3 separate regions of the Zea mays genome follow, and all the other regions are linked to region 2. Evidence: chromatin contacts called from public Hi-C data. All regions are on one chromosome and are shown on one strand. Each heading gives the region's core, a stretch centred on a gene start, on an enhancer-like site or on the middle of the called end of the contact. The rest is flanking DNA. Distances are from core to core; before and after follow the strand shown. Region 1 holds the start of LOC103629597 (protein ENHANCED DISEASE RESISTANCE 2). Region 2 holds the start of LOC778432 (CMO protein). Region 3 holds the start of LOC103629600.

Region 1 (2,738 bases), core at 108-2,607, 280 kb before region 2:
CAACCGTGGACCGTGGTCACCGGATTAATAACTGCATTACTGCGTTTAATAACAACAATAATCCGGAGATGATGTCATGGAGAATTCAGCGCTCACCTCCGCGCTCTCGCTCCGGGCAACTCATCGACCTGCCCACCTTACCGCCGGCACGGTCTTGTTGGCGGCTATGGTTGACCACCTTCCCGGAGCTTACCCTGAAACCGGCCCCGGCCCTGCCGCTGCAGACCGTCTCAGGCATGGCCTCATTAGGAGGCAGCTCCACGTACCTGGCCGCGCCCATCTCCATCCGCGCGATGCGCACGGCGCCGAACAGCCTCTCGGGCAGCTCCTCCTCGGACTGGGACTCGACGAGGAACCCCATGTCGATGGTGACCGACGTGACGGCGCCGAGCGCGAGGTGCAGGATGGCGCTGGCGATCGCCGAGCTGCCGATGTCCACGTCGATCTCCAGGTAGTCGACGCCCCTGTGGTAGCGGCACGTGAGCGCGCGCCCGAGCAGGCAGGCCGCGTAGTTGCCGACGGTGGCGCGCAAGAGCCAGGGGCCGTTGACGATGCGGTTGGCGATCTTGAAGCGCGCGTTGCGGTACGCGTCGTCGCCCTGGACGAAGCGCCCGAGCAGCGAGTCCGGCGCGATGGGTGCCTCCGCCGCGAAGTAGAACACCGCGCTGTACGCGTCCGGCCGGCCCGGCACCTGCGGAATCAGAAGCACGGGACGCATCACTCGTCACACACGAAAGGGAAAAAAAAAACGAATCCTGTTTTTTTCCCTCTCTCTCGCTGCTCACAGGCATCACGCGCCAGCGGCGCCACCCTGTCCCTGGTGGAATCTAGATGCGACGCGACGCGATCGGGGCCGGGCGGTGGCGGTGCACCTGGAGATTGACGGCGAGGAGGAAGTGCGCGGTGGGGTCGTTCCTGAGGCGCGCGCGGCGGAATGCGGCGGCGACGCGGTTGTCATGGCGGGCGAGCACGTGGTCGAGGCGCGCGTGAGAGCGGAGCCAGTCGACGCCGGCGGGGCGGAGCAGCCACTCCGCGGCGGACGGCGCCTTGCCGCGCTTCCCGCCGCCGCAGGAGAAGTAGCCGCGCGCGCGCAGGTGGAAGAGGTCCCCCGGCGGCGAGGCCCAGCCGTTGGTGCCCCGGTCCAGGTCGACCGGCCGCAGCGAGCTGGCGGCCACGGCCTGCTCCCGCCAGCTCTTCTCGCCGGAGCCGGCGGCCGCCTGGGCAGGGCGACCGGGCTTCGTCGGGCACATCGCCGGCGCCGGCGAGGGGTAAGTTCGGGGAGAGATTTCGGTGGGTGGGTTTGGCGTCTTTGCGCGAACGGGGGAGCGGGGGGCGCTGGACTTCGCTTTCGGAGGAGCACCAGCTGCCTATAAAACAGTGGGGAACTGGGGATGGGTGGGATGGTAAAAAAAAAGTTAATTGGATATAATATGGTACAAATAATACTGTTACGCGGTGCCTTTGCTTTTAATCACATTGATTCTCCTCTAATTTGTTGCCAAGCTCATACGGCTGAGCAATGTGACAATCAATCAACACTGACGGCCTGTTACATAGACATGTCTAGTTATCAATCGCAGATAAAAAAAGTTAATCTTAATTAGCTATAGTTAGCTAGATACTGTAGTTGGCTAACAATTGATTAAAAATTTGTCAAAAAATCAGTCTGCCCATTAGTCTCCTTATCTCTCTCGGATATATCAGAGCTGATTTGAACTAATTTTTGGCTAGGTGATAATTAGCCCTTCTATTTAAATATGCCATGAAGCAAAAGGTTTAAAAAAAACAAAGCACCTCGAAGCATCTGCACCAAATATCATATATAGCCTTTTAATGCTTTAAAACTAGTATCTTAAAAGACGGATTTGACACAACCGTCATGTAGCATCTAATCCATCCCCTTGTCCGTTACCCCCTCGTTTGTGACCGCGTCTATTTTTTTTCTTGTTTCCTTCCGCACTCTCTTTCCGTTGCACCTGATATATATTTTTCTGTTTCCCTCCGCCGTTTTGCGACTTTTTTTTTGTTTTATCCTAGACTAGAGTATCTCCTGAAAAAGTTTTAATCACTAAATTGTTGATAAGATTGTGATTAAAATTAAACCTATTATTTTTAGAACTTAGACTAGTCAATGGTCCAACTAATCAAAAACTGAACTAAATCTTGAGCAATTTGTCATCCAGCTTAATTCAAACAAATGCCACGATATGGTTAGAGGTGGTAATAGGGTCTAAATTTTGCATTATAGAATTTAAGGATCAGATCATATTTGGATTAGGCCCTATATATCATTTTTTAACTAAAATTAATTATGAGATCAAACCAATCGTGAAGAAATATTTGGATCATGATATATTATCACCCTTAGAACTTTGAGCTTTGGCACCATGTGGGATCTACCTTTAATCTTGTTGGGTATTTTGATGCTTATTATGCTAGATGTAAGATTGATAGGAAGAACACATCAGTGACTTGTCAGTTTCAGGTAGGGATGGCAATCGGACGGGTAGTACACGAATATATAGTTTACAAATCCATACCCACGAGATAAAACTTAACCCATACCCGTACCCATAAACGTTCGTGGGTACGGATATGTATCCATACCCGTACCCGCTGGGTATCCGCTATCCAGTGGATACCCGTTACCCGCCCGCCCACTACAATTTTAGCATTAAACACCAAACAACAAATTTATTACATTTAAAAATAATTATCATTCCAATAGCATTAAATGA
Region 2 (2,890 bases), core at 48-2,547:
CAATGGCGAGAACAACACCATCCTTTGTCTTCAACCCAATCGCAGTGGATCTCAACTGTATTAGCAAAAGAAATAACAACATAAGCATCACTTCATCACGAAACCCCACATGAATCCTGCAACTAAAAGGTCCTAGCATTTTAATACAAGTATTTGTCCTTGAGCTATTCTATACTTAATGCCAATGGCACACAACAACCTGACTGGCAAGGGATAAAAACTAAAAAAAGCTTGGCATTACATCTCAGATGACATAGTACCAAACTAACGAGACACACAACCACAAAACATTGCAAATCACAAACTTAAATTAGTAAGAACAAGTGAGACATCTCCAGAGTCTAGAGTTCATCATACAACACCATCCATTCATAAATCACAATAATTTGTTAATCATAAGAAACCCACCTACTCCCTTTCAGGTTTTGCACTCACACAACTGCCAAACCCCCAAAAATATGCCCCGTACAGCCACAAAAACACATAACTTCTGCTAACACACAACAAAACCACATACCGCAAGTCGACATCTTGGCATCCTCGTTGCTCAGATTCAATCGAGCGCCTCGCCCTCTAGCTACGACCAGTGTTCACCTAAACAGCAAACAACGGAAACCTATTCAGTTTAGGCCAATAGGCCATAAATGGCCCTGCAAACAGTCGATGCAGACCATGTGGACGACGCACTGGGCAGTGTAACCAGCGATCTAGAAACGAAGTGTTTCAGAGTCCTGGGAAAATTAATCACAAACAAAAGCAGCAAGCGAGGAGGCGAAAGGGCGCGTTAAAGGGATACCAGCTTGGCCGTCTCGGGTAGTAAAAGGAGACTTGGGAGAGAAACAATGTTTGTCTGTAGAAATAAATTGAACAACCACAACATAACACAAAACAACAGTAGTTGGCTTGGTTAAGCGTGGGCTCCCCTATAGAATCAGTCACAGTTCGAACCTTGTACACCACATTTTTTTGCCGCGCGGGAGGGAGGCGAGTGGCAGAACAGCCACCGCGCGGGAGGGAGGCGAGTGGCAGAACAGCCAGAGGCAGGCTACCCTTATAGCCTCAATAAGTAGTATATAGAATAAATATATGGGCTTATATTTGTGATTAGAAGTGAATACAAATCTTAGCAACTCGCAAATAAAATAAATTTCTAAAAAGAAGTTTTTTAGGAGACTGTGCAGCCACTGAAGTAATGGTACATTATTACTGGGCCCTTTCTGGGCCGGCCCAACCAGGGGAAGTGGAGGAACGGGTCTAATCGTTTTTTCCGCGAAACAAACGCCATCCGCCCGTTAACGACCTCCAGGAAGGACCGCACTCCTTAGTCCTTACACCCACCACCACCAGACCCCTGTCGCACTCGTGTGCCGGCCGGCGACGGCGATGATGGCGACTGGCCGATCGCTCGCCGGGGTATACTCCGCCAGAGCCACCCGCCCCATGCCTCTACGCGCCGGCGCACGGGCGCCCTGCGCCGGTGCCGCCGCGGCCGAGCCTGCGGCCGAGCACGTGCGGAGGCTCGTGGCGGAGTTCGACCCGGCGGTCCCGCTGGACTCCGCGGTCACGCCGCCGAGCGGGTGGTACACCGACCCGGATTTTCTCCAGCTCGAGATCGACAGCGTCTTCTTCCGCGGGTGGCAGGCTGTCGGTAGGCTCGATTCCCCCGTCTCGACTTGAGCTGCGAAAATCCATTTCCACCGAAGATTGTCCGTCTGCCAAGTGCCATGACTTAGGAGATGACCTGTTAGTGATTGTTGGAACCATAGGGTGTGTTTGGTTTGATGAATAAAGTGATCTATCTTCTTCTCACTCCTCACATAGAATGAGTCGATCCATCACCACCCTATTTCTCATAAGCTAATAATTAGTATATATGAGAAGTGGGTTGATTTCACCAAAATTGATGAAATTAACTTATGATGCATCACCTCATGAGGCATTGGATGACTTCACAAACCAAACACACCATTAGCCCACAAACCAAACACACCATTAGCAGGCGTGCTAGTGATCCATTCCCATCACTGGATGAGTGGATGGGACCGAGAGAGTGAGAGGGTCGGGTTTTTGCACTCGAGCCTTATGCTTCCATTGCTTTGTCTTTCGACTATTAAGACGTTATTAAGAGAATGGTAATAGGATCTCTTACCGGTGGTAATGGTAGTTATAATTGGATTGATAGTAGTATCTATTACTACCGGAAAGAGCTCAACTAAACAAAAGTATATCCATTACCCATGAATTCCAGGTTTAGTACTGCAATGTAACACTGGCTGGTTAGGATTTGTATTTTTAAGATCGACCCATAATTTATCATCGCATACTATTTCTTCAGTACATTGTTCACTAAATGTACTGATCTACATGTTCACATGTTTCAGCTTCTGCCAGCTATGTTACCCTGACACGGGGATACGGATATGTGATACGTCGATACCCCGATACACCATTTCTCAAAAAACACTGATACGACGATACGTAAATATATATTATAAATAAAAATAAATAGCAGGATTATTAGCGACGTACAAAACTACCTTCGCTGCCACTGGCCTCAGTAGATACAGAAACAGAAGCATTTGAACTCGCTGGTCGCTGCCATGGGATCTAACAAGACCGGAGTTGTACCGGTCAACAAATTGAGAAGCAAGGAGTTTGAGAAGCAAGAAGGGAAGATAAGAACACAGACCTACAGATTGATTTGTGGCAAAGGTGTGCAGGCAGACACAAAACACACCAACGTCGACCTGTGGATCGATGGGCGTCACTGTGACATGGATCGGCGACAATGGCCACAAACCCACAGTCTGGCAGCGGCAGCTACAGACCCACCAATCATCGGGCGGCAACTCCAATCGGCAACTGATGACCACATATCGATTGCGACAGC
Region 3 (2,858 bases), core at 239-2,738, 360 kb before region 2:
AGCTAGCTAGCTAGGTTTTTCTGAGAAATAAGCGTCGCCCGGGCAGCAGGATACTGATCAGTTTCTGCACACCGTGACCGCCGTTATGTAAGATGCATTAGTATAGTTGTTCTCTTTGAAGTCTAGTATCTGTCTCGGACTCGGACCAGCCAGTGAGCCAGCAGAGAGGGTTGCATGCATGCCTGAAGAACTAGTGCATGCATGTATGAGAGTCGCCCATGCATGCTCTCGTCTCGTGTAGGATGGACTGAAGGACGTACCATGGCTAACCCTATATACCTATAGCGATAGAGATCGACTGATCGAGGACGACCCAGCAGAGCCACAGGAGGCTGCCGCCGCCGCCACCACCAGCCTGCCGTTGTGTGCGTAGCATATGAATGCATGGACTCGTAGAGCTGATCGATCCATCCATGGAGCTAGCTAGCTAGCCGCCCCAGCTGCATGCATGCCCGAGAAGAATGCATGTCTTGCCCGCACATATATCATCATTCGGCATGGGCACATCACATCCCCATGAATTGCGCGGAGGAGCTCTCGATTGCGCTGTATCTAGTGCTACTGCTAGATCGATGATGCCAAGGCAGGGAGGCGTCAGGCGTTCCCACGCGCCGGCCCGGCGGTGAGCGTGCAAACGGCAGCTACTAGCGGTCAAACGGGGCGGGCACGCAGCCTTCTGCCGTCTCGTCGAGGTCGACGATGGATCTGGATCCCGCTCGCTCCCACACCACGCCACGCCAGCCACATATATTGCATGCCAATGGCATGAGCCATGAAGGCTGCAGAGCGAGCGAGGCGCTCGATCGCATTGCCCGCCGCGTGCTGCAACTGGAACTCCAGCTCTGGAGCCAGCGCGCTCGCCACATTTAACACACGCCAACGCACACACCTCCCGTCCTCCGTCGTCCTCTCCGGGTGCGCCGGCCGGGCCGGGTCTTGGTTCCTTTCTCTCGGAGTGAGGGCGACTGGGGGGTTAAGGCTCATCAATAGGGGCCGGCCGGGGTTGGGTGGGTGCGGCATGCATGGACACGAGGGATGGGATAGGGGGATTCAAGGCTCTTGTGCCCTGCGCCCTTTGGGTTCCAGAGTTCTACTACTTACGTACTGTTGCTTAGGGGCTTAGGGCCTGTTTGTTTGGATTATATAATCTCACTTATTTTGAACTAAAATTGATATTATGTAATCTAGTAGATTATAATCTCAAACAAACGGGCCCTTAGTTAGTTAGTAGAATATAATCTCAAACAACAGGTCCTTAGTTAGTTTCCATAAAATCTTGTAATATCTATGGTCAAAGTGAAAGTATAGTCAGTATGTAGCTAGAGGCTGCAAGTTCTGTTACGTTGATGCCAGTTCTCTCGTGCGCCCATCAGTGTGAGGACTGAGGAGTGTTTACGACGTGCGTACACTAGAAGCGCGCGATTGGCCGGGCTCGCTGCAATTACTAGCTAGTTGGCTAGCTGCCTAGTGGTCAGTGGTCACCACTCACTGGGGAGACTGAAGCGAACCACGCGCAGCGCTGTTAAAAACCCAGAGCAGACTGCCAGGCTCGGCGTCGGCGGCTACTCCCATTTGTTTCACCACCTCACCTGAACGGGCAGTGCCCTGCGCGGCTGCGCCCAGTGCCGGGGCACTGTAGTGCCTCCCTCCGTCCCTCGTTCCCGTCTCCTCGCGCACCGAACCAACCCCGTGCGAGGCCGAGGCCGTGACGCGGCGAGATCGAGCCAGCTAGCTAGCTCCACGTATCACGCGGCGGGCGGGCGAGAGCCCCATGAGGCGGTGGCGGCGGGCACGCGCCGCCGCCGCGCTGTCGTGCCTCGCCATCGCCATCGCGCTGCTGCTGCTGCTACTGCAGCTCGCCGTCGTTACCGAGGGGAGGGCGCCGTCGTTGCCGCAGCCGCAGGAGCGCGCGCACGGTGACGGTGAGGGCCACGCCCACGTCCACGCGCGCCCTCGCAGTCACAGCGGGAGCGGGCTGCCGCCGTCGACGGGTGCAAGGGCAACGACGACGACCGTGCACCACGCTGTGGGCGTCGTCGGCGCGTCAGTCCGCTTCGACGCCTCCGCCGCAGGTGGTGCCGCTCGTTGGTGTAGTAAGAGCGGCGGGCGGAAAGCAGCGGGCGGCGCCGGCGCTGCTGCTGGCGCATGCGCCGCCGACGACGACAAGCGGCGGATACCGACGGGTGCTAACCCTCTGCACAACAGATAGATGATCGCGCGCAAGTGCAACCCGACGAGCTTGCTAGCCTAAGATCCATGTTATCTTTTTTTTTGAGCTTCTTCTGTAGTAGTGAAAATTGTTTTCCTCTTCCTTTTTCGAGCTTTTTATCTGCCAGCACCCCGGCCCCAGTGTATATTCTGCCTCTCCTTGCTGAGAAACGTACTGTATTGTACATATAGTATGCTGCAGCAGCCCATCACCTGAAACTGCTCACTTGGAATGTGGGCATGTGTTAATGCTCTTGTACCCTTTTTATTTGCCAGCTGCTGCCTGGCCTTGGTCCTGAACAGTATAGCATGCGTCCTACTGATGCTTGAATTGAATTGAAGGCCACTCTGCAGTCTGCACACACACATCCCTCTCGGTCTCGGGTTGCTGGGCAAGGCAAGGCATGGTAGCCCCAATGTGAAGCGGCAGCAGGAGACACGATCCACGGGAGAGAAAGTTGAGCTAGCCACTGCTCCGATCCTAGGTGCAAATGCAAATGAGCAGGACCCAGGAGCCGTTCTCCATGGACTTGTTCTTGGACCAGAGCCTCCTTGCCAACTCTAGGCAGTGGTCCTGGCCAACCCAACCTTCAGTCCGTTTTGGTTAATGGCAAACGGTTCTTGGAGCCCTTCTGTGGCTCTGGCTGGCA

What was found. A called contact is a pair of places that touch in the nucleus more often than the background predicts.
Region 1: a Hi-C map of leaf shows a contact between it and region 2, with 5 times the contacts expected there. The contact joins the promoter of LOC103629597 here to the promoter of LOC778432 in region 2. A contact is called at or near these places in 9 of 25 Hi-C or Micro-C datasets (bundle sheath, ear, endosperm and 4 more) and 1 of 3 datasets of contacts at active chromatin or transcription factors (seedling).
Region 3: a contact with region 2 is called in a Hi-C map of ear, with 2.1 times the contacts expected there. The contact joins the promoter of LOC103629600 here to the promoter of LOC778432 in region 2. A contact is called at or near these places in 2 of 25 Hi-C or Micro-C datasets (ear and tassel).

Annotation. Positions count from the first base shown.
Region 1 is chr6:97,402,149-97,404,886 of Zm-B73-REFERENCE-NAM-5.0, reverse strand. LOC103629597 (protein ENHANCED DISEASE RESISTANCE 2) reads right to left here and starts at 1,357. Exons shown (of 3, transcript XM_008650668.3): 1 at 873-1,357; 2 at 97-691. The coding sequence starts at 1,250.
Region 2 is chr6:97,125,968-97,128,857 of Zm-B73-REFERENCE-NAM-5.0, reverse strand. LOC778432 (CMO protein) reads left to right here and starts at 1,297. Exons shown (of 10, transcript NM_001112456.2): 1 at 1,297-1,648. The coding sequence starts at 1,384.
Region 3 is chr6:97,490,964-97,493,821 of Zm-B73-REFERENCE-NAM-5.0, reverse strand. LOC103629600 reads left to right here and starts at 1,488. Exons shown (of 1, transcript XM_008650681.2): 1 at 1,488-2,544. The coding sequence starts at 1,772. The coding sequence ends at 2,209.